6 separate regions of the Mus musculus genome follow, and all the other regions are linked to region 3. Evidence: chromatin contacts called from public HiChIP or PLAC-seq, Micro-C and promoter capture Hi-C data. All regions are on one chromosome and are shown on one strand. The core of a region is the stretch at or near the end of the contact, and the rest is flanking DNA. Distances in the headings are between cores, read along the strand shown. Region 1 holds the start of Elob (elongin B). Region 2 holds the start of Flywch1 (FLYWCH-type zinc finger 1). Region 3 holds the start of Tbc1d24 (TBC1 domain family, member 24). Region 4 holds the start of Paqr4 (progestin and adipoQ receptor family member IV). Region 5 holds the start of Nthl1 (nth (endonuclease III)-like 1 (E.coli)). Region 6 holds the start of Srrm2 (serine/arginine repetitive matrix 2).

Region 1 (3,118 bases), core at 467-2,966, 380 kb before region 3:
TATAGGCTTCCAAAGTTGTTGTTCTTTGGATGTTACCAGATGCTAGCTACCATCCATCCAGGTTAGCCATCTTACCTGCTCGGAAGGCCAGGCCCACTGTGGCTGGGGCCTGTGGCCGTGCTGTCTGGCTAGTGAAGCCACACTCGCCCAGAGTTTTGCCATCATCAAGGAGCTGGTCATCCTGAAGAGAGAAGCAGGGTTTAGGGAGAGGTCCTAAGGTCCCAAAGACAGCCAACTTAGGTGAGGAACTTAGGAAGAGGCATCCCTAAGTATAAAACACATATTCCAGGACTATATCCAAGAATTTCCAGCTCTGACTGCACTGATGGCTTACAGCAGCTAAAAGCTCTGGCAGAGACTTCCAAGGGCATTTTCTAGCACCCATATAGATTGGTTCACAATTCCACTTCCATGAGATCTGATCCCTTTGGCCTCCAGAGCACCTGAGCACCTGGACTGTATGAGAGCAGGTATCACACACACAAAAATAAAACTCACAGGCCTCTGAATTCTGGCTTTTCCAAGCTCTCTAGATATATCTAATTCAAAAGGTAGTTGGAATTTTTTTTTTTTTTGAGAAAATATCTCAAACAGTATTTTGTTCTTGAAATTCTGATCCTCCTACATCTAGCTCCCAAACAGGATTATTGCCCAGTTTTTTCCGCCTGGTGATCTAACCTAGGCTTTCATACAGGTTATGTTAACACTAAACACAGCTGCACCCCTGAGTCCTATCAAGTTTTTCTCTCCACTCCCCACCTTTCTTTTAAAAATCAACCTTAACCTTAAAACGGGAATTATGAGGAGCATAGAAAGCAGCACTAAAAACACTATGTGGTTCCTAGACCAGCAGAGGGTCTTTCAAGAAAAAGATCAGTGGGTATCAGTGAGAAAAGCCCTTTAGAGACATGAATCCAGGCTCTAATCTGGAGTTACAGCTGGAATTAGCTCAATGTATTTAGATTACTGGCACGCTTCTGGGAAGCCTGACTCGGGATTGGGGCATGAGGACCCAACTCCGCAGGCTAGCTTATTCAAAACTGGAGCTGGCTTCTGGAGGTGAGCTTGAATGCCAAGTGTTTCTAGAACATCAGAAGACTGGCGAGGGTAAACACTGGCTGGGTGAATCACTGGTGGGATCTTGACCTATCTTCTAAACAACACTTGCATTCCTCGAGTTCCACCCCACCCTGTGACAGTGGGATTCCGGTGGGCTCCCGACAGGCCGAAGGTGGCTAGCCAGGAACAAACCCTGGCTCTGCCACGACCTTCGGCTGCGTAAGATTATCGAGGCCTCGGTTTCCCCAACCGCTGAGCAAGACGGCCTGGCAGGGCGGGGCGGCTGCCGGGAGACCTGATGCTGCCGGCTCTTCAGCACGATCAAGAGACCTCCTTGTTAAGTGTCCTGTCTGGACCCCCGCGCGCGCAACCGCCACGCCCGCTCGTCGCACCTTGTAAAGCCGCTGCTCCTCTGGCGGCCGCTTGAGGATGCCCTCGACGATGCGCTTCAGTTCGAACACGGTGCTCGACTCCTTGGCGTCCGTAAAGATGGTGGTCTTGTGGCGCCGGATCATGAGAAACACGTCCTGAGGACGGCGGGCCCGCGTCAGCGCTAGCCCGCGGCCCCCGGCGTGGCCCCGGAGCCCCCGCCGCCCCCGGCCCCGCGCCCCTCCCCCCCGCGCCCGCTCACCATCCCGGCGGCTGCTTCTGGCTCGACGCGCCGGCGCGGCCGCGCTCCGCCCCTTCCCGGCAGCCCAAGCGCGACCCAGCGTGCTCTGCGCGGCCCCGCCCGCCCCGCCCCCTATCCTGCAGCCCCTCCCACGCCGTTGCGGCCATCTTAAGCGATCCGGAAGCCACTTCCTGTGCTTGGCCGCCATCTCGGTGTCTGGGTTATAGGTGGTTATATATTGAGCCCGTCTCGGATCCGTGGTGCAAGCTGGGCTTGCTTTGGGGCGTAGAGAGTGAGTCACGGAGAGCTACTCATGCATATCTGCCATGAACAATTTTATATGAGTGTTTTATCTGCATTTATGCCTATGCAACTGTTACATGCAATGCTTGGGAAGGCCAGAAGAGGGCCGTCGGGTCCTCTGGTCGTGTGGGGTGCAGGAAATCGAACCTAGCTAACTCCTCGAAGAACAGCCAGTCCTCATAATCATCGAGCCATCTCTCCAGCCCACGTTTATTTATGGGTCAAGCTCTTGCAGGGAATGTGAGGGGTAACTTTACAGCCATTTTGAGACGATGTACAATTTTGGATCTAAGATCACCACTGTGTATTCTCCTCATCCAGCTCTAGGCTTGGGTCTAAGGGTTTGTTAAATCCAATTCAGCCATGCTTTGTGGCCTCTTAGGAGCTAGAGAAACTATTGCTCTTCGAGACTTCTGCTGTAGTTATTAGGGTCCACTCTAGCTAGACTTGGCCACCTGGTCCCAGTACACCAACTAAAAAGTGTTAATAGTGAAAAGCATTGATAGGTTTACTTAATGTGGCCATAAGAAGAGGTCCAGTGACTTTCCCAAGTCGACTGTGGAGTTTGTTTAAACTGAAATGGAACAAATGAGTAGTGTTAGGCAAGGTATGGCCCATCATTTGACTGTCCTACAAGATGGCCTGATGAGCTGTGACATCTGTTTCAGGTCAAACCCTTCCTTATTCCAACATGAGATTCCTGGGGAAATCCTGATTACTTGGAGACCATTGTTTTTAACAGCCTTGAGAAGGCTAGGCTGACTTCACGACAGACTTCAAATTGGCAGTTAAGGACACTAGGCCTAAAAACTGGGCAAGTCCAGGGAAGTCAATTGATGATTTAAAAAAACAAAACAAAACAAAACCCTAGGCTCCAGCCTTCATGTCCAGGTAATGGACTGTCCCAACTACCTCGTCTGATGCAAGGACAGTGGGTCAGCAGCAGTTTCCAGACATCCTCAGCTACTTAGTAACAGTTCCCAGACCTCCCCAGCAAGTTTCTAGTCCCCACACCATGTTAATAGAATTCTGTAGAGATGTGCACAACAGATTAACATAGAGGTCACCTACACTGGAATTCTCTAATGTGCTTTAAATCAGGCCTGAAAGCTCACTTGGGTGTCTCTATCTTGGTAATAGGAGACC
Region 2 (3,149 bases), core at 4-2,503, 430 kb before region 3:
AAAAAGGAATAAGGCAGAGAGTGATAAACAGCCTTGTGTATGCATGCACAGAGACACACAAACACACACTCAGAATGATAAGGAAAACCCACATGAGATGTGGGAAGCCAACTGATAGATTTCCGCAATCCTCCTAGATGAGAATCTTGGCTAGACGGATTCCTTTACCTAACAATTCAGCTTCACATCCCTCCCCCAGCAAAGCCATCTTCATCTGCATAAGTGAGCATGTATTATCAGCTCTCCTCTACTTCATATGCTGTTTTGTTCCCACAAGTCAGACTAGTGGCACTTGGGAGAACAATGAGATAAACATACCAGAAATCTAAACCAAGCCCCAGCAATGGTAAGGACCCTGGAAAGCAAAGAAGTTAAAAACAAAACATCATAACAAAAAGATCTTTCTTGGGGATGGTTATCTGATTGTAGAGTAAGGAGTAAAGGGGGGTTTAAAACTGTCAGATAAGCTAGGTCTTGAATCAATGGGTTAGCAAGTCAGTCATTTGGAATGGAATGGAACGGAACAGAAAGGAATGAATTAGAACACAGCCTAAATAGATCTGCGTCATGTGAGATTGGTAAGCGACTCTCTTTAAACTTGCGATTCACGAAATCTATCTTCAGGCACAGAATATACACATAAAACATCTTTCTCAGTCTAGAATGCGTCACAAAGTTTGAAAGCCACAATGGGCAACCTATAGTCTGAACGAGGAGGGGTAACAACCGGCAAAAAGTGCAAGGTCATTGGGACCTGCGGCCGCCAAGGATGGGCCGCGACGGAGGACAGAGCTGGATGGACATGCAATGGGTGGACACGGTTCAAGGAAGATGGGCGAATGTGTGGTCCCGGATTTAGAGGTGTTAAGATCGGTACAGGAGTCGAGTGGGTTGATGGAGAGATCAGGTAGAAAGGAGGCGCATCGTGGATGTCCGACAAAGAAGCACCCCATGCCCGAGCTACAGAGCTGGGGCCCCTCCCCAGCACCGGGCGCGACCCCAGGATAGCCGGACCAGGCATCGCTCCGCTGGTCCGACCCTCCCGCCCGCAGGGGCCCGTCCTCACCGACGGCAGCGGGCCCTGCCTCTCCGGCGGCTGAGCCACCCGATCCTTCGTGTGAGTGTCCGCCAACGCAGGCGCCGGCCTAGCAGCCGGGGCTGCTCTAGGAACCACGACCCCGCCGCCCGCTCCCGCCGCCAACTGCCCCCTGGGGAGCGAGCCCGTGCCCGCGCGCGCGCCCCCGCGAGACGCCTGCTTGGGAAGCCTAGAAACTACTAGCGAGCATGCGCAGCAGAGGCGCGGAGCCATTCCTGAGGCGGATACCACTTCTCCGGGTCTTCTCTGCGCAGTGTCAACTTGACACCCTAGCCAATCAGCATCAGGGGCGGGTCTACTAACAAGGAAGAAGGCGGGACAACCCATGGTCCCGCTACTGCATCCGGGAGGGCGGGGCGACAGGTGAATTTGTAGCAAGGATGCAGGCTGGGAGTCATCACTAAAAGGATGACAGCGCTATTGATAGAGAGAACAGGACTTTTATAGGATTTGACTGCATTCTTACGAAGTTGTAGCTTTGGCTTAAGTGCGTCTTTAGGCCTGTGACCTTCAGAACTTTCTTTTTTACATTTTAAGTATTTTATTTCTTTATTTTTTATTTTTATTTTTATTTTAAGACAGGGTTTCTCTCCGTAGCCCTGGCTGTCTTGGAATGCTCTCTATAGACCAGGCTGGCCTCAAACTCAGAGATCAGCCTGCCTCTGCCACCCTAGCACGGTGAGTACTGGGATCAAAGGCATGCGCCACTGCCACCCAGTTTTCTTCCTTCCTTCCTTTCTTTTTTATTTTTTAAAAAACATAACTCTGACATATTTTAAGTGTATTTTTAAAATGTATTTGGATGTTCTGTCTGCATGTGTATCTGTACACCATGTGCATTTCTGGTGCCTGTGGAGGCCAAAAGAGGGCATAGGATCTCCTGGAGTTGCCCAGAGTTATGAACCACCATGTGGGTGCTGGATATCAAGGCTGGGTCCTTTGGAAGCAGCCCAATGGTCTTCATAACTGAGCCAGTTCCAAAGAACATTCTTTTTTTTTTTTAAGATTTATTTATTTATTATATGTAAGTACACTGTAGCTGTCTTCAGACACTCCAGAAGAGGGCATCAGATTTCGTTACGGATAGTTGTGAGCCACCATGTGGTTGCTGGGATTTGAACTCTGGACCTTCGGAAGAGCAGTCGGCACTCTTAACCACTGAGCCATCTCGCCAGCCCTCCAAAGAACATTCTTATGCAGCACGTTGAAACCCTTAGATACCCCCCTCTCCCAATCCAGGACTATCTGAGATTTGAAATAGTGACAATAACAGATCGCATATTTAAATAAGAATCCAGGAGCTGAATGTGTGTGGCACAAATGAAACAGAAGCAAGAGAATCAGGAATTCAAGTCTTTCATCAGCTACATAGTGAATGTAAGGCAAGCCTGAGCTACATGAGACCCTGGGTTTTAAAAACAACAATATAGGTGAATAAGTAAGTAGAAGAGAAAGATAAGGGTTTTGGTTTTGGTTTTGGTTTCAGAAATCTAAAAGTTAAAAAACTTTTAACTTTTAGAGAGAAAATGGGAAGCCCTGTGTGGCGGGGCAAGCCTGTAAACTCAGAATTGCGGAGACAGAGGCAGGAGAATGAGGCCATCCTGGGCTACACAGCGAGTCCTGGAAGCTGATTCTTCATAGACTGTCTCCAAAAACAAACCGTTTTGAAAAGAAACACTGTTAGGTAGTGGCTCTCAACCTTCCTAAAGCCGTGACCCCTTAATACAGTTCCTCATACCGTGGTGACCCCCAACCATACGATTATTTTTGTTGCTACTTCCTAACTGTAATATTGCTAGTTATGAACCATAATGTAAATATTTTTGGAGATAGAGGTTTGTCAGGGAGGTTGTGACCCACAGGTTGAGAACCACTGCCTTAGCGATTCTCAGCACTTAAACAGCTCTTTACAGAGGACAAAATTCAGTTAGGAAATCTGACACCCTCTTTGGCCTCCTCTAAAATCAGGCATGTACATATTATAGACACATGCATGCAGGCAGATGCTCATACGCGTGAGATATCCTGTCTCAAATAGCTAACAAATAAGTAA
Region 3 (3,244 bases), core at 485-2,984:
ATCTTTTTTTTTTTTTTTTTACAACCCACTTCATTGTCTTGTGTACTTTAAACACTTTACTATGTCTTCAGAGGTTGGCTCAGTCTCTAATAAGGATTAGGAGCAATGCTGTGTGCCCAAGGTCACTGAGACTTGCCAGACAGTCCTGGCAAGGGTGGTTACTCAGAGCTAGTAGGGAACACAGGCAGGTGAGTTTGCACTCCCAGGGAGGTAAATTTGATTGTTGTTATGAAAACCCTACCTAGATTACTAGAGTACTTCTGCAAACCCAAAAGGTCACCCTTAATCCAGCCAAAAGCCACTACATTGCTAGTTCACTAGTTGACATGTAGCATTCAAAAAGTGGCATCTTTATTCCCTCCAACAAGCACTTAAGAGAGTGCCTGGCTAACTGAATGCCAGACCATGGGGGAACAGGGACAACACGATGTGGCTCCAGGCCTATCCACACGCAGACTAGATTCTAAATACAGCTGTCACTACCCTAAGTCTTTATCTGAGTACTGGGGAGATTAGGTGAGGATTAATCATCAAGGAAGCACACAGAGCCCTCATAGCACTCAATATGAATGGTCACTATCAAATATTTGAAATTTCTTAACCATTTGTCGTCTGGGTTGGTCTTGACACCAACCCAGAACTGACATCAGATAGAGCTTGAGAGAACACAAATACAGCCATCTCCACAACAATTCAGTGAACAATGACAGGTGCCTATTGGGGACAGGGGTGTGAAAATGAGAATGGAGTCATTGTCCCCAAGTAGATGACATGGCAACGCATGCCATGGGACAGTTGTACCAACTGCCTGGGAGTAGCTTGCTGACCTTCCAGCAGAACATGGTGAGACAAGGAAAATCCTTTATTTACCTTGGAAAGACAGCAACACAACCGCCCAAATGGCCAACCTATGCCTGCATATGTCCGGGCTGGGCTAGACAATCTTTGGCCTTTAAAGTTAGCCCAGTGAGTCCCCATCCAAGAAGGCCAGAGCACTATTTCTGAACTGAGTCAGGTCTGTCAAGGAAAATCTGTGGTCAGGCTGCCAGCACCCAGCAGACTGACTTCTGTCATGTGCAGCCCACCCCGTGTGGTGCCAGCTCTGCCCTCCAGCTGTTATTCAAAACTCCTGAAGCACAGGGCCAAGCTAAGGCACAGGTGACCAAGGCATGTCAGGGACACTGGCTGGATAGGGCTCTCAGGCTGGGAAAGTCCCTAAGCTTCAGGTGGGCAGTTGTGTCATCTTTGGCAAGTGAAGGGCCTGGGTTGTTGCAGGTCTCCGAGGGCAAAGGTATATGAACACTGCTGCAATTTCGAACGAATACAGAAAGAGGATTTCCTATTCCGCAGGGACGGAAAGTGCCCCAAGGGAAGGTTGACACAGAGGCAGTTCTTGCCCACGACACAGAGCCCAGAGAAGGCAGGGATGATCGAGGAAAGCCGGGCCTGCCCAAAGGGTTCTGACTCCGGGGCCCACGTCACGCACGCAGCATTAGACTCTGGAGCCCCCTAACCCGCAGCGACCAAGACACGGAGCACAACCCGTGCCCCCCTCCCTCAGTACATCCGTGCCGCCGGTCAGCGCACCGTGGCAGTGACACCCCCACACCCCGCGTCCAGCCGCCACGCCCCCGCCGCGCACCCACCTCGGCGCGCCGCACCGCACCTCTCCCTTCGGCTCTCCGCTGGACCGCACTGGACTTTCTGCGCACGCGCGTAGGCGGCCCCGCCCCACAAGCACGCGCTTGCGGGCTGCCCACCCCGAGTGCCCCGCGTCTCAGTGCTGCCGGCTCTGAGCATGCGCATTTGCGCCCGGCGGCGGCCAAGTCGGGAGCATGCGCTAGCCAAACAGCGGTTCCCGCGCTAAGGGGCGGGGGCTCGCCTAAAGAGGTGGGGACCCTAGCGCCTGGTGTAAGGCAAAGTCACGGACGACTAGAACTCCGACGGCTGCCCGTGGAAGTCGCCTCTGGTCCGGTCACACGTGGACCTGATCTGCCCCTTCTCGACGTCCAGTCTTGAGCGGATAGAGTGTAGGGCTCCTAGCTAGGGGCAGGACCTGTGTCATGGAGCCAAGAGGCCAAGACTGGTAGGAGTCGTGGTAGAAAGCGACAGCTGGATGGACCCCAGAAAAGGGTACAACGGAACAAGAAAGATATGGGACACAGGCAGTGATGCAGCTGCGGATGGGGACACGGTCACGTGACCGGCAGAGGCAGGCCAGAATGGATATGGGGACAAGATCCATGACACTGGACAGGGGAGCCTACAATACTCTTTGTACATTCCCGGCTGGAGGGCAGAGACGTCGCTGTCTTGGCTGTGCAATTGAGCCACAGCCCCTGCAGCGGTGTACAGGCAATTATGGTGGCAACAGTGGTTTTGGAGAGGTTGGAGAACTCTAGTGTATCACAGCATCAGAGAGTTGATGAATCACATTGGCCCGTGGGATGTGCTCAAACCCCAGAGGGATCATCCTAGCATCCCCTGGGAATAGGCGGGTTCACACCTTTAAGAGACGTCGGGTATCAGCCAAGAGGGATAAGATCAGGGTCCTCTGAGCTGCCCTAGGAGCCTCCAGATAGCTCTTAGGGGCCATCATACTCCTCTAAGTTGGGGGTAGGGTATCGCCAAATAGGTTTCAAGCGGGGATGGGGGTAGGGGGAAATTAGATGGCGATGCACGTGACACTTCCAGCCTAGTGCTCTGATGAACGCGCCGCGCCCAGTGATAAGAGAGCTGAGTCCGCCCAGTCCACGCCCAGCTTGCAGATTCAGGCGGTCCCGCAGCGCCCCCGCCGCTCTCTCCTCTGCAGCCTCCGCAGGCGCCGGGTCCAGGCGTCTCTCCAAGGCAGCACGAGGCTTCCACGGGCAGCACTGAGCCCCTGTCCCCGGCCCGCTGTGCTCCCAGCTGCAGCCCCCGGCCCACCTCCCAGCAGCAAGTAACGCCGGCCGGGCAGGAGGCGCGGGCAACCGCAGGCCGCGTCTAGAGTTGGTACCCACAGCGCGCTGCTCCCGCGTCGAGCGCGTTCCTCGCCGCTGCGGAACACAGCAAGCACCGCTACCGGAAAGCGTGTCCACGAGCCGCGGGCCTCACCGCGTGCACCCACTGCCACCTGCACCGCTGCGGGGGGGGCGTGGAAAAGCGATCAGGTTAAGTGGGGCAGGGCCGGAGGGGTCTGTATAGAGAAGCATAGAATGTCCAAATGGCTTAGGAGAGACATGAAGAGGTCACCCACTAGAGGGAG
Region 4 (3,196 bases), core at 562-3,061, 470 kb before region 3:
AACCAATTCTCACAAATTGTCTTCTAACCTCCACATTCCTGGGCAGAAGTACACCTGCCCACCCACTCATACACTATGAGTATGTTTAAAAATAAAAAAACTAAAGTGGCCTGACTATGAAAAACAAACGAAAGTCAGAGCAAGGCAGAGTTCAGTGCTGCTGCCTGCCCACACAGAGCAGGTCTTGCGGGCTACAAACTTTCAGAAGGGTTACTGTCTGTCAGGATCACTGCAGATCTAGGAAGCAGAGACAATAAGCCCTACTTTGCAGGTGCAAAAACTAGCTTGGAGTAATCTGTCCCAGCTGAGCCCAGCGAGTAGGCAAAGGAGAGAGGATGATGAACCAGGGCAGACCAATTCCTGGCTAAAGCCACAGTTCCTCCCTGCCACACAGGAGGCCAGACCAGGTCTGTCTTGTCTGTCTGTCTGTCCGTCCTGCAGAAATCTGGAGAAGCATGACCTCAGCCTGAGTTCTGATTAGGACAGGAGGGACATACCAGCCTCAGGGTTACTTAACATTGTCAAATGTCCAGGCAGATGGAGGCTTTGGGTCTTTTTGTTTTCCATAAAGAAAGCCAGGAAAGGCCAGAATGAGGGGAAAGGACTGGAAGAAGCCTATCCTGTCTCCACTGGGGCGCTTTCAGCTCTGTTCTTTCCAGTGCTGGCCTTTCTTGGACATTCCTCCCTTCCCCACAACCAGTTGGCATTGCCTTAATAGAGGACAAATGCAGGCATCAGCCCCACTCTTGGTGGGGGTCTGACTAGACAATAGCGCTCTTCCTCTAGAGAAAAGCCCAAGTCTAAACCTAGCTGGCTCTAGTTCCCTCTCCCAGCTGGGGCGGCTCAAGGACAGGCCAGGGCTGTGTCAGCAGAGCTCTAGGGGCCCGCAAGAAGTGTGTTGGGGGGCGGGGTGGGGGAAAGCGGAGCCCCACGGTACTGCTATGGTCGTGGGGACTCAAGGCTATCGCGAGGAAGGGCTTGGGTCAGGCAGGGGCAGTCTTCTCTCCAATTCCTCCTAGCCAGTGAACGCCCATCTCCAGGATGAGCGCTGGAGGGGGAGGGTGCCCAAGGCGCAGGATTATCAAGGGGATACCAGGATTCTTACCCCTAGAGCTCAGCCGGATTAAGCTGGCTCTCACTCTGCTCCCCTGTCCTGCTTTGGGGCACTACTGGGAAAGCAGGAGCTGGCAACGAAGCTTGGGACAATGGCAGCTTTGTCACCGCGGCGCCTGACCCAACCAGAGCAGGGACAGTCCAGGACTTGAGCTTGGGGGGCTGCTGTGCTCACAGGCAAGGCGGCCGCGAGTGCAAGAAGCGTGAATCGGGGCGCGGCTCACCTACCGTGTGTGTAGATGTTGCCCAGCTCGTTGTGTAGGTAGAAAAGGCTGCGCAGACAGCCCGAGCCGCTGCTGGCCGGCCGGTAGCCGGTTAATACGAACTTATTGAACTGCAGGTGCGGCGGCGAGCTAGCCCAGTCCAGGAGACGAGGCCCGGTCAGGAATGCCATGGCCTCACGCACTGCGGCCGACCGGCGACCCTCTGCGCCTGGGCTTCCTTCTCAGTGGAGCTGCAGCGCTGGGAAGCTCATCCCGATTCACCTCCGGCTATCCGGTGGCCCTGCCCGGGTCAGCAAGGAGGTCCCGGCCCCCTTCCCTCACGCGCTGCGCACGCGCGAGTTCGACGCCCCCGCAAGGGAGAGAAAGCTGGCAACCCCAGGTCGGAGCTCAGTGCATTCAGCTCCACCGTAGCAGAGCGGCGGAGGGAGAGCTCCGGTTGGCCGCAACGGCAGCCAGGCGTCTCGCCGCAGCCCGGAGGACGGGCGCGGCCGGACGCCGGAGGGGACAGCAGGCTCCACCCCGGCTCCTCGCCCCCGCCACCCTGCCTGTGTTTCGCGCGCTGGATTCCTGACGTTCTTGTTGCAGGGACCAATGGGCTCTGCGGACGGAGATGCTCCGCCCCGAGACCGCCCATGCCTTCTCTTTTTAACATATGCGGTTCCAGCCTTCTTTGCGTGGAGTGGCTGTTGGCTTGCGACGCGAGTTTCTGTGTCGGGCTCCTCCACTGGAGTGGCCTAGCACCTTGGGTCTACCAACATTATCACACCCCAGCTTTCTTAATGACCTTCAGGTTGCCGCACCTTTGGGCACCTACCTCAAGCACATAACCCGGCTACCCAGCTCTAAACCCACAGTCAGACTCTGTCCAAGGTGCTGCTGGCTAAGCGCCCCACCACCACCCCCCACACCCCCCAGAAGAGTCCTGAGCAGCGCAGGCGCTTACCCACTTTGGAGGCATATTTCCATTGGCGGGGAACCCAAGCGTCTAAGATGTGTGGTGCACCTGGAACCCTTAGCGAGGCCCAGCCCTTCCGGCCAGGCTGCTTCGAGCTTGGGTTCCACCCAATTCACTCCCTTTTATCGCCCACAAAGCACACCCTTAGCCCTGCCCAGTACAGGCAAGGAACGGGCAAAGGCAGGAGACCAGGGAAGCAAGGTCGGTTCTCTTCTACTCTGGCAGGGACAAGGAAGGCGCTTCTTCCTCATAAAACTACCCAAGACCAACTTCCACATCCTCTCATAAGAAAGCTCACAGTGTGGACACCCAGCATCCCACCTGCAGCCCCCCTGCCCACACCCTTATCGACAGGTTCTTCCTCGCGCAAAGAACTTGCTAAAGCCTCTACCAAAATAGGCCTTTTATTTTAAGTCTATACTGAGTCTTTAGATCACTTTTGTTTTGTTTTTGTTTTTGTTTTGTTTTGTTTTTTGAGACAGGGTTTCTCTGTATAGCCTTGGCTGTCCTGGAACTCACTTTGTAGACCAGGCTGGCCAGAAATCCTCCTGCCTCTGCCTCCCGAGTGCTGGGACTAAAGGCATGCGCCACCACGCCCGGCTTTAGATCACTTTTGTTGGCCCCTAACCTTTCATCGAGGGCAGCAGTCCAGGACCATCCCCAAAAGAGGCGCAAAGAACCCTGAAACCAAACACCACCCATCACATCAAGGTCCATGAATTAGGGTGTTGGATTCCCTTTGTCCTTTGGCTTCAGTCATCTGGACCCCAAGGGTCAGGCCAAGTTCCCAAATAGCACTGGATGCTTCCTGTCCGATCTTCTGGTCTTCCCGAGATGATCAGAGACCGAGCTGCTTTTAAAGGGGCACAAGGTCGAGGTAGGGTGCTGCATAATATCTCGGGTG
Region 5 (2,984 bases), core at 361-2,860, 430 kb after region 3:
CTAACGTTGTTCTGCATTTCCCCTGTAAACCAATGGGGTTTCTTTCCTCTCTCTGTTTTTTTTTCTCTCTCTCTCTCCCTCCCTCGCTCCATCCCTTCCTCTGTCTCTCCAGCGTTTCTCTGTGTATCTCTGGCTGTACTGAACTTCCCCAGTGCTGGGCAGGATTAGCAGCATACACCAACCACCACCATCACCCAGCATTTTGTTTTGTTGTGTTTGGTTTGGTTTTTTAAGGCTGGATCTCGAGGCTGGTGAGATAGCTCAGTGGTTAAGAGCACTGACTGCTCTTCCAGAGGTCCTGAGTTCAATTCCCAGTAACCACATGGTGGCTCACAACCATCTGTGATGGGATCTGATGCCCTCTTCTGGTGTGTCATCTACAGTGTGTGTGTGTGTGTGTGTGTGTGTGTGTGTGTGTGTGTGTGTGTGTGTGTATGTTAAATAAATAAATCTTTTTTTAAAAGTTCCTAAAAAGAAAGGGTGGATCTCCAATTTAAAAAAGGAAACGAACATCTTTGAGGAGAGGAGGACCCAGTCTCACTACTGTAGCTCAGGTGGGTTACAATTATGTTGCCTCCAACTTCATAATCCTATCTCCTCTGCCTCTCACGTGCTGAGAGAGTACAGGGCATCTATCTACCATAACACTAAACAAAATAAGTTTTCATACAACACCTAACTTCTAAGGCAAGTGTGCTAAAGCAGGACACCAAGATCCTGAGGACAGGCATATATCTGTCTCCACAGTACTGGGGACAGCAGCCCTATGCAGATGGTTACCAGCAACCCATCTCCCACAGAACCCAATGACAGACAAACCCAGCCTTCCTAGCCTTTGTGCTGGGCTAGCCAAGACATTGGCCACTCACTCACTCTCAAGATTTCCGATGTGATGATAAACTCAGTCTGTTTGCCTTCTGCACACCTGGGATTTGGCCTCGATGTTCCCAATCCCAACAGTATCTTGAACTTCTCCTTCAAGCCGGAATCTTTGCTTGTTGGTTTGGCCATGGTGGGCAGGGCAGTACTAGAGAACTGCTCTGTGTAGAAATAAACATATTATTTGATACACCCCAGGAAAGGTTCTCCCTTCTGCCCTCGAGGCGAACCTCCAGAATCCTAGGTCAAGGGTAGGCAATAACCTGTCCTTCCTACAGCCTCTGGGGCAACTCAACTCCATGCAGGAGGAACTCAGCCACAAATCAACTCCGGAGGTATAGGCTTACTCTAGCGACCCGCCTGTTGATTGCCATTAGTTCTCCCTAGGTTAAGGAGGAGCTGTCGCGTGAATAGATGCAGAGGCCCGCTCACATTCGCAATGGAGGGCTTGAAGCGCTAGGACTTGTCAGCGGTGGGAGCGGCGGAGGATTGGAATCAGAACGACCAATTCCCCTCACCCCATCGCGACGCGACCACACAAACCATCGCAACCCGCCCCAGCAGTCAGAGCCTCCAGGGCTACTCACCCCGCGCGCGCCTTTCGCGCGCAGGTCCTCCTGCACCCAGGGAAGGGCGCACACCCCCGGCCCAGGGCAGCTGCCGGAAGCGCAACCCGTACTTCCGGGGGCGAGGCTTTGCTGACTATTTGCGTTGAGCTCTCTGGGAATTGTAGTTTCGCGTGCGCGTTGAGCAAGTGGTGGGATCGCGGGGCTGCTCGGAGGAGTAGTTTACAGCCCAGGCATGAACTCAGGGGTGCGGATGGTGACTCGCAGTCGGAGCCGCGCGACTAGGATCGCGTCGGAAGGGTGTAGGGAGGAGCTCGCCCCGCGAGAGGCTGCTGCAGGTAGCTCTGCGCCTGCAGGCGTTTTGGAGGAAAGGAGGAACGTGGAACTTTGGCTCCAGGCTTGCGTCCCGGGCCGCAGCATCTGACCTAAACTCTAGGCGCCGCGGAGTAGGCAGCTGCCTTGAATCTTGAATTGAAGCTACGCTTAAATCTCACGTGGCCCCACTTCTAGCTTCTTCCAAGGGTCTGGGACCCGCAGGGTCTGCAGGGTCCGTAAGACTGGGTTCTGGATGTATTCATCCACCCTTATCGCCAGTGAAAAGTTTTAGTCCAACCAGCCTAGCTTAGGACATTCACTTGCTCCAGGCTGTCCGTGGGACACAGCTCTGTTCTCAGAGCTGCCTCCCTCTCTTGTAGGGCCAGGCTGTGTGCCAAGAACACACCCAGCTAGAAGTCTTCTCTCCCAGCTGGACGGTGGTTCTGAAAGAAAACAGGCCCAGAGAGAAAACAGGAAAGGGCATGGCACTCATTGTGTTTGTCCTGTAGCCATTAAGGGCCTACTATGTGCCAACTAGTGGTACTCAGGGAGTAATTATCAGCCCGTCCCCGCCTGGGACTTAGACATAAGTGGCTAGAGCAGGAGTGTGCGTAGGCAGCAATGGTCTCCCAGAATCGGTTCAGTAGTAGAGATCCGCTGGGATCCAGGCTGAGGCTTGGCAAGGGCCAAGGGCCACAGAAAGTGTTGATACTGTTAAGGCAGCAAATGTTTTATAGTAGTAGAGTTTGGAGCTCATCCTAAATGCAACGATTTCTGAAAGGGGAGTTGCACTGTCCAGTTTGGGTGTGAAGAGAGAGGTTCTCTTGAATGTAACTCAAAGGACTTGGGACAAAGGAGAGAGGTTATATTATCCTAGAGGCTGTTACTAGTGTCGGTGTGCTAACAGGCACTTTGTCAGACTGTCATGTACTGTTGTGACAAGGGCAGAGCACAGCACTTCTGTACACATCGTGGTAGATAATGGACAGTTAGTTGCACAAACAAGTGTGGGGATGTGGATTGGCAGGTAAGCAGCACCCTTCCCCCACCCTCATATAAAACCCACTCCAAAGACTGAATGGCACTTTTTTGCAGAAGGAAGAAAAAGCCACAGGCCCGTGAGACATCCACGGAGAACACAGAAAACGCATGTGGCCTATGAAGCGGCTAATGGTGAGGAAGGCGAAGATGCTGAGCCCCTCAAAGTGCCCGTTTGGGAGCCCC
Region 6 (3,008 bases), core at 137-2,636, 400 kb before region 3:
CGTATATTTGTTAACACACTAAGTTAAAAGAAGGAGGAGGGGAAGACGAAGATGAAAAGGAAGACGAAGAAATATGATGAGCAGGGAGTGCTGAAAGACTCCGAGAGGAGCCCCTCGCTCAGGCCTCAGGACAATATCGGACACCCAAGAACTCATGACAGACCGAGCTTGTTGCAAACCACATGAGGCTTTATTTGGGGAAAGCCAGAGCTCTGGGGACAACTCATATCCCACGCAGGGGTAGAGGAGTCGTCCTCGAGGGGAAAGAGTTTCCAGTTTTTATAGGCCCTCAGGGGGGAAAGGAGAAGGGGGAGATTAGGGGATTTCCAGATCTAAACAATGTCTATTCTCAAGAAATGGGTATGGAGGGGTACAAGGAGAGTCTAATGAAGGTGCAGCAATGAGCACACACCTGGTCAGAACATTGGCAGACACACAGGTTCAAGGAGTGGCCAGAGCATTGTGCACCTCTATTTTTCTAAATCAGTGAAGCTAGTTCTGCTAACACTGACGTCTATCTTGCCAATTTCAGGGCTTCTGTGTCCTTTTACATTCTGCCAGGATCTTTCAGTGCCTCAGTGGTGGGGCCCTTGCTACCGAGTGAGAGGCACTGGGACAAACTCCCGGAACCGTGCTATAGGGCCAGGAAATGGAACTGCATTCTCACATTCCTCCACTTACATGGCATAGTCTCTATAGGCGAAAAGTAATCACTTAGTCTCTTTGCCCAAAGGTAAGAGAAAGTATTTTTTAGTGGTCTGCAAGCCCCACTTCAGATAGGACTACAGAGGTGGAAACTGTGGAAAGCACCGGATACTGGGCCAGAAGCCGGGTTCAAGTGGCTCCAGAGCTGTCAGGTGGCTTGACTCTGAAGCACCTCTTCCTGCGAAGAAGACTCGGTGCTGTGGGGCCTCGTACACATTAAAGAAAACCATGGTCACAGTGACTAGGTAAAGCTGCTGAGCCACTGCCACCCAACACGGTCACATAAAATGGCGACCCTGCCTAGCGGAGGAGTCTTACGCGTTTTCTCTCTAAAACCGAACTACAGCTCCCAGAACTCTGTGCGCGGAAGGCGTGCGTCTGAGCTACTCCCGGGTGTTGTGGGTTGCGGCCCCCGCGCCCCTCCCCCCTCCTACAGAAGTTTTTTTTCAGCCGACCTTGCAGCTTCGGTACGGAGCCACGCCTTTCCCCGCAGTGCCCGACGGGACTCGGGGTTTTTCGACTTTTCAGTAGCACGTCCCTTCGCCTAAGGTCCTCCTTGTGGCTTCAACGCCTGCGCACGACGCACTACGGTTCCCAGAGGGCCCAGCGGCTCTCATGATTGCGTGCTGACGCACTAGGTCGTGCTGACGCGCAACGCTGCCCAGGCGGGGTGCGAGTGGCGCAGTCGAAGCCCGCTGCGGCCCCTGAGGAAGCGAGGAGGCGGCGGCGGCGGCGGCTGAGGCGGGCGGACCGACGAGGCGGCGGCTTCAGGCTCCGAGGGATACGAAAACTTAAGCAGCAGCTGCGGCGGGACCTCCCTGTTTGACAGTCGGCGGCCGGAGGCGGCGGCGGCGGGTGAGAGAAAGGGAGCGCGCTAGCCGGGTGGGGGAGGGGCGGCGGGCTGGGCCGGAGGCTAGAGCGCGGGGAGAACGGCCCAGGCCGCCGCGCGCACGCGTGCTCGTCGCCTCGGCCGGCGCGGTCGCCTTCCCTTCCTCCCCTCCCCCTCCCGCGGTTCCTGGGACGCGCGGCCTTCAACTCCTCCGCCCCTCCCCCACACGGCCGCGGCGCGCGCGGCCGCCTGGTCTCGTCCGCGCGCCCCCGGTGAGACAGCATTGCGCGAGGCTCTGCTTCTCTCCTTTGCTCTACCTGGGGCTGAGGAGGCCGTCGTTCCGCGGTCGTCCTCTTCGGTCTTTTAGGGGGCGGGGAGAGGGCGGCAGCGGAGGTACTTGTCCCCCGCCCGAGCTTCGGACCTGCTGGTACCTCTCCTCGATCGGCTCCGGCGTGGGTCCACGGGCCCTGCTAGGGGCCTGAGAAACGGCCAGAGCCGCCCAGACCGCGGGGCGCCGCGTGGCCCCCTCCCCCCTCCTCGAGGCCGAAAATAAGCTGGGCTGCCCAGTGGGCGGCGGGAGGAGGCCTTGAACTTTCGGAGGCCAGGATTTAAACCGTTCGTCCTCGTTAGTATCAGAGGCTGTGAGTGTGTGCGTGGGGGTGGGGGATCCCCAAGTCTTAAAAAGTGAGGATAATAAAACCGCGAAAGTATTCAGCCTGCGTGTATAAGGAAGACCAATGTGCTCCTTTCAACCCTGTTATTTTATTTCTTTTTTACGGTTTGGTTTTATGAGCTAGGGCCTCTAAATAGTCTTGGTTGGTCTGGCACTAACCGTGTAGATCAGGCTAGCATTGAACTCAAGAAATCTGCCTGCCTCTGTGGGATCAAAGGCATGAGACACCATGTCTGGCTCCTACCCTGGTTTTTGTTTTTTGTTTTTTTTTTCCCCGGAGACAGGGTTTCTCTGGCTGTCCTGGAACTCACTCTGTAGACCAGGCTGGCCTCGAACTCAGAAATCCGTCTGCCTCTGCCTCCACACCCGGCTCCTACCCTGTTTTTAAAAAGGTCTCCTCAAATATTAAAGCTAAGCCTTTTAGAGCTTTTCGATGGGGAAAAAATTCTTGACTTAATAGCCTGGCTTCAGTCAGCCATTACTTGGTGATGACGTTCTTCCTTGCTGTTTCCATCTTACAGTTCTTTTAAGATGTCTCTTAATTGTGGATTCAAAAGGAAACTATTGCCTTTTTCCGTGGGAGTGGGGCCTAGGCCTGGATGTATACTGTAGCTTGTATGTTTCATGGTGCCTATGCAGTCAGTAGTGTCTCAGCTCTGAGTTCTCTGTATTTTTTACTCAGCGTCCTTTTCCTTGATCATTGCTGTTCTCTCGGTCGCTGTTTCTTGAATATCTTAGTTTGCTAATTTTCTACCTCTTTGTATTTTGGCATTCTGATAAGTTTTCCTCCCTTGCCGGCAA

The links. Promoter capture Hi-C pulls out the DNA fragments that hold promoters and counts their contacts. Hi-C and Micro-C count contacts between places; a contact is called where the count stands out from the background. HiChIP or PLAC-seq counts read pairs in DNA pulled down with a chosen protein or histone mark.
Region 1: a contact with region 3 is called in a FOXA1 HiChIP or PLAC-seq map of pancreatic cancer cells. The contact joins the promoter of Elob here to the promoter of Tbc1d24 in region 3. A contact is called at or near these places in 1 of 39 promoter capture datasets (stem cell-derived epiblast-like cells) and 1 of 115 datasets of contacts at active chromatin or transcription factors (pancreatic cancer cells).
Region 2: a FOXA1 HiChIP or PLAC-seq map of pancreatic cancer cells shows a contact between it and region 3. The contact joins the promoter of Flywch1 here to the promoter of Tbc1d24 in region 3.
Region 4: a contact with region 3 is called in a FOXA1 HiChIP or PLAC-seq map of pancreatic cancer cells. The contact joins the promoter of Paqr4 here to the promoter of Tbc1d24 in region 3. A contact is called at or near these places in 2 of 39 promoter capture datasets (embryonic stem cells and stem cell-derived epiblast-like cells) and 1 of 115 datasets of contacts at active chromatin or transcription factors (pancreatic cancer cells).
Region 5: a contact with region 3 is called in a promoter capture Hi-C map of liver, with 4 times the contacts expected there. The contact joins the promoter of Nthl1 here to the promoter of Tbc1d24 in region 3. A contact is called at or near these places in 10 of 39 promoter capture datasets (the 3T3-L1 cell line, cranial neural crest, embryonic stem cells and 6 more).
Region 6: a contact with region 3 is called in a Micro-C map of embryonic stem cells. The contact joins the promoter of Srrm2 here to the promoter of Tbc1d24 in region 3. A contact is called at or near these places in 3 of 39 promoter capture datasets (cranial neural crest, embryonic stem cells and pre-B cells) and 2 of 484 Hi-C or Micro-C datasets (both in embryonic stem cells).

What each region holds. Positions count from the first base shown.
Region 1 is chr17:23,827,393-23,830,510 of GRCm38.p6, forward strand. Elob (elongin B) reads right to left here and starts at 1,717. Exons shown (of 4, transcript NM_026305.2): 1 at 1,691-1,717; 2 at 1,452-1,586; 3 at 76-181. The coding sequence starts at 1,693.
Region 2 is chr17:23,770,349-23,773,497 of GRCm38.p6, forward strand. Flywch1 (FLYWCH-type zinc finger 1) reads right to left here and starts at 1,254. Exons shown (of 8, transcript NM_001357994.1): 1 at 1,067-1,254.
Region 3 is chr17:24,203,828-24,207,071 of GRCm38.p6, forward strand. Tbc1d24 (TBC1 domain family, member 24) reads right to left here and starts at 1,735. Exons shown (of 8, transcript NM_173186.4): 1 at 1,647-1,735. Ntn3 (netrin 3) reads right to left here. Exons shown (of 6, transcript NM_010947.3): 6 at 4-3,120. The coding sequence ends at 2,771.
Region 4 is chr17:23,738,519-23,741,714 of GRCm38.p6, forward strand. Paqr4 (progestin and adipoQ receptor family member IV) reads right to left here and starts at 1,812. Exons shown (of 3, transcript NM_023824.3): 1 at 1,342-1,812. The coding sequence starts at 1,507. It overlaps Kremen2 (kringle containing transmembrane protein 2), which reads right to left. Exons shown (of 10, transcript NM_028416.2): 10 at 2,681-3,196.
Region 5 is chr17:24,631,072-24,634,055 of GRCm38.p6, forward strand. It overlaps Nthl1 (nth (endonuclease III)-like 1 (E.coli)), which reads left to right and starts at 1,611. Exons shown (of 6, transcript NM_008743.2): 1 at 1,611-1,783; 2 at 2,856-2,984. The coding sequence starts at 1,681. Tsc2 (TSC complex subunit 2) reads right to left here and starts at 1,556. Exons shown (of 42, transcript NM_001286713.1): 1 at 1,467-1,556; 2 at 874-1,040. The coding sequence starts at 1,011.
Region 6 is chr17:23,801,839-23,804,846 of GRCm38.p6, forward strand. Srrm2 (serine/arginine repetitive matrix 2) reads left to right here and starts at 1,387. Exons shown (of 15, transcript NM_001368687.1): 1 at 1,387-1,560. Gm52285 (a long non-coding RNA gene) reads right to left here and starts at 1,934. Exons shown (of 2, transcript XR_003952234.1): 1 at 1,852-1,934.